Regions from separate parts of the Rattus norvegicus genome. Here region 2 is linked to region 1. Evidence: chromatin contacts called from public Hi-C data. All regions are on one chromosome and are shown on one strand. Each heading gives the region's core, a stretch centred on a gene start, on an enhancer-like site or on the middle of the called end of the contact. The rest is flanking DNA. Distances are from core to core; before and after follow the strand shown.

Evidence for each region. A called contact is a pair of places that touch in the nucleus more often than the background predicts.
Region 2: a contact with region 1 is called in a Hi-C map of psoas muscle, with 1.9 times the contacts expected there. The contact joins the promoter of Myom2 here to the enhancer-like site in region 1. A contact is called at or near these places in 3 of 12 Hi-C or Micro-C datasets (the Rat2 cell line, liver and psoas muscle).

What each region holds. Positions count from the first base shown.
Region 1 is chr16:81,247,942-81,251,325 of GRCr8, reverse strand. It overlaps Myom2 (myomesin 2), which reads left to right. Exons shown (of 37, transcript NM_001169141.1): 18 at 1,418-1,605; 19 at 3,342-3,384. Among named protein-coding and RNA genes, the nearest start is that of Myom2, 43 kb to the left of the region's middle. Within about 2 kb of position 1,390, at least 2 of the 93 cell types and tissues checked have an H3K27ac peak or open chromatin away from gene starts, as enhancers often do. A contact at or near this core is called in liver, where this site is marked.
Region 2 is chr16:81,290,253-81,293,894 of GRCr8, reverse strand. It overlaps Myom2 (myomesin 2), which reads left to right and starts at 1,472. Exons shown (of 37, transcript NM_001169141.1): 1 at 1,472-1,578.

The DNA of each region.
Region 1 (3,384 bases), core at 141-2,640:
GCTGGCTGGTTCAACTCAGCTTTTCTGACTTAAAACACCTCTCCGAGCTGACTGATTCAATCTGGCTTCTCCTGAGTTTCTCGGCTTGGTCTCATATTCACTTTAGCAATCTGTTCGAATCTTCTGGCTCCTTCTCACTCTCTAGTTCATTCTGTCTTCCCTGGTGCCTGGCTTGTTCTCTCTCTGCAATCCGTGTCTCTATAACTATCCTGGTAAACTGCCCTCTCTCTCCTCTCCTCGGCATGTCTCCCTCTGTTGCCTCTCTTTCCTCTCTCTTCTCCTGAGAGTTGGGCCGGTCCTATTCAGTCAAATCTTCTCTGATTCATCACTTTGTCTGCCACTCAATTAGATGTCACTTTCAACAAGGATGCTTCCTTCTGCAAACTAACCTTACCTTCAGTGTTTGGGATTAAAGGTGTGTGCTAAGGGTGAGCCACACCACAGCTAGAAACAGTTTTTTTCCCAGTAAACAATACAATCTCCATGTTCACGGTGTGATCAAATATCCTGCAACACCCTCCTGGCAACATTATTCCTGGGATCCCTTTATTTATTTTTCATTATTTTTGAGACTGGATCTCTCTATGTAGCCCTGGCTCACCTAGAACTCACTATATAGTTCAGGCTGGCCTTGAGCTCACAGAGATCCACCTGTCTCTGCCTTCCACATGCTGGGATTAAAGGCCTGTATGTACTATGGGCCTCCCGAGGACAGTCTGAGGGCTGTGGAACTCGGCTGAGGACTAACTCCCAGATGAGCCAGGACTAGAGAACATCTGGTTCTGATTTCTACCTCTCTGCCCTCCCCAAAAGGATTCACATTCTTCCTTACTTGCCTCTTATCTAACGCAGGAAGCCAGAGGCTTGTGTTTGCTCTCAGTGGGAATTCCTGGCTTCTGTCTCCACAGATGATGAACCAGGTTCCTCAGAGAGAGAGAGGGATGCAGGGGCATACTCCTAAGCTTGTTGGGGAAGGTGATATGATGGCCAAAAGGGGAAACATGAGCTACGTACCCACATTGAGCAGATGTTTTCATCCCTGAACTTAGAACACACACAGTGGATTGTGCTGCCCCCTTCTGGCCACACAATGATTGTTCTTCACACAGGCAGATTGGAGGCTCTATTTGTTTAGCCTCAGGCACTGGGGTTGGGGTGGGGTGTGGGGGCACCTACTGTCTCCACGTCTGCAACAGGCTTAAACGAGTTCCTGTCCTATTGTCAAGATATTGGCCATGGCATTTAGAAAGAGCCACGAATGCAGACGAAAGAGTCAGGCCCTTTAAAGGAAGCAGGGACCACAGGCAGTGACAGTTAAGGGGGAAGGTGTGTCCTTGGGACTGCTGCCTGTGCCTTGTTCTCCTGTGACTCCAGAGCCGACCGCTTGGTGACTTGTCTCGCTTCTGTGTTCTTGCAGCTGTCCCCTCTCATCCCTACGGGATTACCCTTCTCAACTGTGACGGTCACTCCATGACCCTGGGCTGGAAAGTGCCCAAGTTCAGCGGCGGCTCTGCCATCATAGGTTACTACCTGGACAAGCGGGAAGTGCATCATAAGAACTGGCACGAGATCAACTCTTCGCCTGTCAAAGAGAGGATCTTAACGGTTGGTTTCGTTTGTGCCTCTGCTTCTGCCTAGGCATTTTGGCTGGACTCCTTCGCTCAGGGTTTCAGAGTTCAGTGGATTTGGGGCCCCTTGATCCTGAAGAACTAGTAGTTTAAAAAAATCCTAGACGTAAGAGGGTATGGTGTTTTGGAATAACATAGATCTTGGGAATCTAAGAAGCAGTAAAGAGGTCGTGTCATAATCGAGCGATTTCATAGTTGGTTAATGAACGGCCCTGGTTGGCAGGAAGGACGCTTTCCATACTAGAAGCAGAGCCTGGCGCTTGGGGAAGGATCTAGCCCAGCAAATGCCAAGGAGAGGGCACTCAGCTCTTTGTTGATAAGTTGATAAGATGATAACCACCCTTTCCTAGAAATCCCAATGGTTCCCATCTCCCACCCCCATGCACATCACACTCAGATACAGAGGACCAAATGCAGATGTAAGCCCTTGACTGTGATTTCAATTTTCTGAGCCGTAGACTTCTCATCTGAGGAGTGATGAATGAATTCATCTCAACCCCAACACATAAAGGCTGATCAGAGCAGACACAATGGAGAATGAGAATTTGGGAAGAGTCCTTAGCAGTTAAATATGTCTTAGAAGTTTCTGCTTTATGATATGCTTTATATATACTATATATACATATATAACATGCTTCATGTTTATAATGTAATTATATAATATAGTATACTTTACCTTTTATTATAATTAAATAATATGATAAATTTTATCTTTATAATATAATATATTTATCCTTATAATGTGATGTAACATACTTTATAATATAATATACCTTATCTTTATAATATACTTATATAATATACTTTTTCTTATAGTATTTTTATATAATATAGTACGTACTATCTTTATAATATAATTATATAATGTAAAATAATATAATGTAATTATGTGTCATTTAAACTATATTTACACACATATAGGTTATGGTGTATTGTGACTTAAACTCAGATTTGGTGTGACAATATTCACCCTTAGCCTCCAGTGGCTCCTTACTGGACCTGTGTCCCTGGCAGAACGGGCTTCCCACTCTGTGTGAGATGCTCTATCCTCCGGGGAGTAAAGCAGTCTAACCACCAAGGTCTCACTTTGGAAATCCATATTCTGACCTGGATATGGCTTTCATCCTACCAAGCTGCTGAGTCAAAGGCTTTTCTTTAGTGTCTTGCCCATGACTGGCAGAGACCCCAAAGCTCAGTGAGGACTGAAGGCCACAGCCACTTGAAAACCATGACCACTCAGCAAGCATTTGAACATTCAGAGTAGATTTCGTGGTGACTACAGGTGGCAGGTTCAGCGACTGCAACTGATAGGTTATCCTGCCATTACTTAGCCAGACTGGAGTCACGGCTCACACTAACCCCTTGCTCCATTCCACCAGGCAGAGGCTGAGTAGGGCTTGAAGCTGGCCCCCTCACACCACCTTTGCTCTTTGTGGGCATTGCCTCCTCTCTCAGCTCAGCTCCTTACCTGTCCAGAGGTGACCACATCAGTCTGGTAGACTGAGGATGAGCCATCATGGAGTTGAGCGCATGACTGTGGTATACGTACTAGGTGTAGAGCCGGCCTCTTGGAGTAACGAGTACTCTGATTTTCCAGCATTGTCCGTTCCGCTTACATTTCTCTTCGCATACTCATCATGAGTCCTCCTTTGCCCCTGTGTGTTGTGACGCAGCCATCAGTCCTAATATTAACTAAAAACAAAATGCACGCAGGTGGAAGGTTTGACTGAAGGCTCCTTGTATGAGTTCAAAATCG
Region 2 (3,642 bases), core at 223-2,722, 42 kb before region 1:
TTCGGTTTGGATCCTCCAGGTCTCTAGCTTGTACTGAGCCATGTACAGAGACCTGCCTACCAGGGGGGAAGGTCTCATGCTGCATTTGAGGGCCAGGCTGGAAGAGTCCAGCTTTCTCTGTCACCTGCCCAACATTCCTTCTTTCCTGAGTGCTACAAAAACAGGAAGCAAAGAGCTCGCGGAACGAAGACACTTAAAGGTGATACTGAATAATCGGTGGGGGCCCAGATAAAAAGCTGTCCTAGGAGCCAAGGACTTAGTCCCTGGGGCTCACGCCAACTCCATGTGCCCTTTAGAGATGCTGTGCCCATGAGCTCACCCACTGACACCCCTGGCTCTACAAAGGCAGAGAGGAGCTAATGTGTGGGGTAAGCTGCAGAATGCTCTGGGAGGATGTTAAATTATATCTGCAGCAAACTTGTATGTGACTCGCATGAGCCAGGGACCTTAACACCAGGGACTGTTACGCGCAGAACGAGGGGAGATTGTCAACTTTGCACAGCTGTTTTAAACCGTCCGCTTAATTTTCTTTTGCGAAATAGGACGGCGCTGTCTGTGGGTTGCTGTAAGAACTACCCGAGTGGAAGCTTCTTGGTTGGGATCATTTCCTGTGTCAAATTCAATATATATTGAAGCGTTTTGGGGGAGCCTGTGAGCCCTCGCAGACAGCTGAGTACTTTGTGGAGACAAAGTTGTATCCCTCCATATCTTATGCTAAGGGTCTCAAGGCAGGGTCCTGCAGAACCCAGCCATGTGTAATGGATTCTCGGTGCCCCTAAGGCTTGATTTGTGCCCAGTTGTTGGCTTTGCTGGTAAGAGGTCCTTTTTGGCAATAAGTCATTTTGAAAAGACTTTGGACAAGTAGATTGGGGAAAAGTTGAGGAAAAGTCCATTTCGTGGACTCAGGGCTTGTGCCCTGGGGTCTACTCTGTACCAGGTGACCCTCCTCTTCCATGAATTTATTCCATGTTTTTTATGAACTTTGGCACGTTCGGCTGTGTGAATAACTTCTTTACTTGCAAGAGGAGTAATAAATGCTTTCAGCTTGACATATCCTTACAAACCAAAGCTGTGTTTAGTGGCACACGCAGGATTGTTCCCACTGTTCCTTGCAGGGAGGGCTTAGAATAAGGTACATCAAAGACACGCAGTCCCAGTGCTGGGGGACAGGCTAGAGTTTCATGATGGTGTCATGATTCCTAAACATGTCAGGAGCCTCTCGGGTGTGGTTCCAGAGCTGGACTGAGGAGGAAAGTGTCTGGGAGTGTTCAGGAGAGCAGCTGGTGTCTTGGCTCTGCTGGAATGCACCAGTAGGTCGGGTGGGGCGTGTTCATCTGAGAGGGCTCAGCATTACTGGTCAGCATGGCCTCTGATGTTAGCTCCGTACAGCCCTGGACCTATGCTGCCAGAGCAAGGGGTATTTAGAGGAATATTTCTGGCATTAGTTCAGTCCCCTGGTTTTATAGCAGCCCGGCTGCGAGCCTTCAGGCCTTGGGGTCTCTGGAACCAAAGCCTCTTTGTCTCCCGAACTCCAGGGGAACCTGATCTTTGAAGAAGAGGTACTCCTCATCTTTCTGGGTATGTGTGGGGGCACTTATAGCATTTCCTAAAGAGGACAGCAGTAGTGTTAGGCTGGGTGAACCCTTTTACTTCTCTGTGCCTGAGCATTTACTGGGCTACAGAACTATACTTCTGGGAGGTTCAATTGATATAACTTGGGTTATGAGCTTGGCCTGACTCAGGGAGGTTCTGAAGTGTCAGGTCCCAAGGAGTCAGCCATGGCTGCAGAGCACATGCTGGGGTTCCGGTGCTCCCCTTTTCTATATCTCTTTGGGTATGACACTGATAGCAATCTGAAGAGAGAAGTGAAGCTGAGGGTCCTAGGCACATGGGTGCAGCCTGCATTGTCCCCGAGCAATGAGTTCTGAAGTGTTCTGTCCTTTAAGTCCAGTGGTCTTGGATTCGTCAGTGGGTATCTATTAGTTGTTTCTAAAGGCTGTGGTTTGAAAAACGGGTAGAGTAGAGAGTGCTTGTACCTGGAGAGCATGAGACAAGCCTGACTTTGATATAAGGGAACAAAACATTTGGGAGAAGTGCTGTAAAGGGCTGCTGCCCTTGCCAAAGGCCCCCTGGGTGTCGTATCCACAGTAGGTCAGTGTGTCAGAGTGAGGGGCCCAGGAAACGTGACCACTTGAGGTCAGTGGTTCCTCTCTAATAACTGCAAAGTGTGTGTTCCTCACATATGAAGTGCTTGAAGACTTCCAGGCCCACCCGGCGGCGGCGTGTGAGGGTAGTATCAGAGATATCAGAGCCGTGCGCTGTCTGTGCCTGGGGCATTGAGTGGGACTATCAGAACAGTTAAAGGGAAGACAGTCATGGAGCTGTACTTACATTATGCACAGAAGCATGGGCTTTGCCAAATGTGCATGCCCCTCTTTGGTGTATAGTTAGTTCCACTAGGGATGCAGCATGTGTTTGGAGTCCTTTTTGCAGAGGTATACAAGCAAGTTTGAAGGTTAACATAGCACACACATGTATGGAAGTAACATAGGAAATGATACAATAGCTTATGGTTTCTGATGAAGTGCTCATCAGGAGATGGCTCAAGGAAGAATTCCTAGAGAAGAATCTATGGTGGCTACCTCTGTAGTGCTGGCCCAGTTTTAGCTAACACCCCCTCCCCCATATGCACAGCTCCAGAGACAGCACGTGCAGCCACGCGCAAGCAGACCTCTTTTGGCAATTGTCTTGCTGAAACACAGCCGAGGCTCTCCCATGCTAAATCGATAGGGCCTTTCAGGTACCCCTTCCTATCTAGGGTTCAGTGTCACAGTTCAGTGTCACAGTGACCTGTGACAGAGACAGCCACGGGTTCTGTTGTTTGTAACTTTCTACCAAGCACAGTGCCAGCTGTTACATAGATTCAGTGTGGAATATCAGGGCCGGAGAGATTAGAAGTAAGCCCCAAGCATCGTAGAGCGGGAGTCAAGTTTGGCCTCAGCTTGGAGCCTGGCACTTGACCTCTGAGTTCTCCTTGAAGGCTGGCTGGGTTGGTTCTGTGTGGCCCTTGGGGCACAATGCCTTGTTACACATTTGTAACCTGTGTATGATGGCACACCCCACACTCTGTGGAATCCATACATGTCCTCCGGGCTAGGAGATGGCTGGATCACAAGTCAATTTTTAAGAAGAAATACCGAAATACACTAGTGTGTCAAAGCATAAAAACCATAAGATAGGCATCTACTGCCCTTCAGGAGTGGGTAGTGGACTGGGCTAATTGGATAATCCCTACGGTCTTTCTCAGCTCAATAATTCTTCGATCCCACGGTCTCAACAGGAATTGATCATGGGGTAAATCATTCAACACGGTGACTCTTCTAATAGATAGATAGATGGCTTGGGTGATGAGGGCTAGAGTGAGGGCAGTCTCTCCTCTCTGAGTTACCCCTAATTTCCCATCTTGAACTCCCACCCCTGTCATTGCGTCTGAGTGGCGGCCTCAGGGGTTTGCTTCGGGCTTCTCTAAACTGAACAGCCAAGGCTCTGGCTTGCCCAGTTCTTTGTATCTTATCTGGGAAAGTGAATGAGGGTCACAGAGATCTAGGAAAGCTGCCTCTCGGTGACTGCGCAGAAAGGACC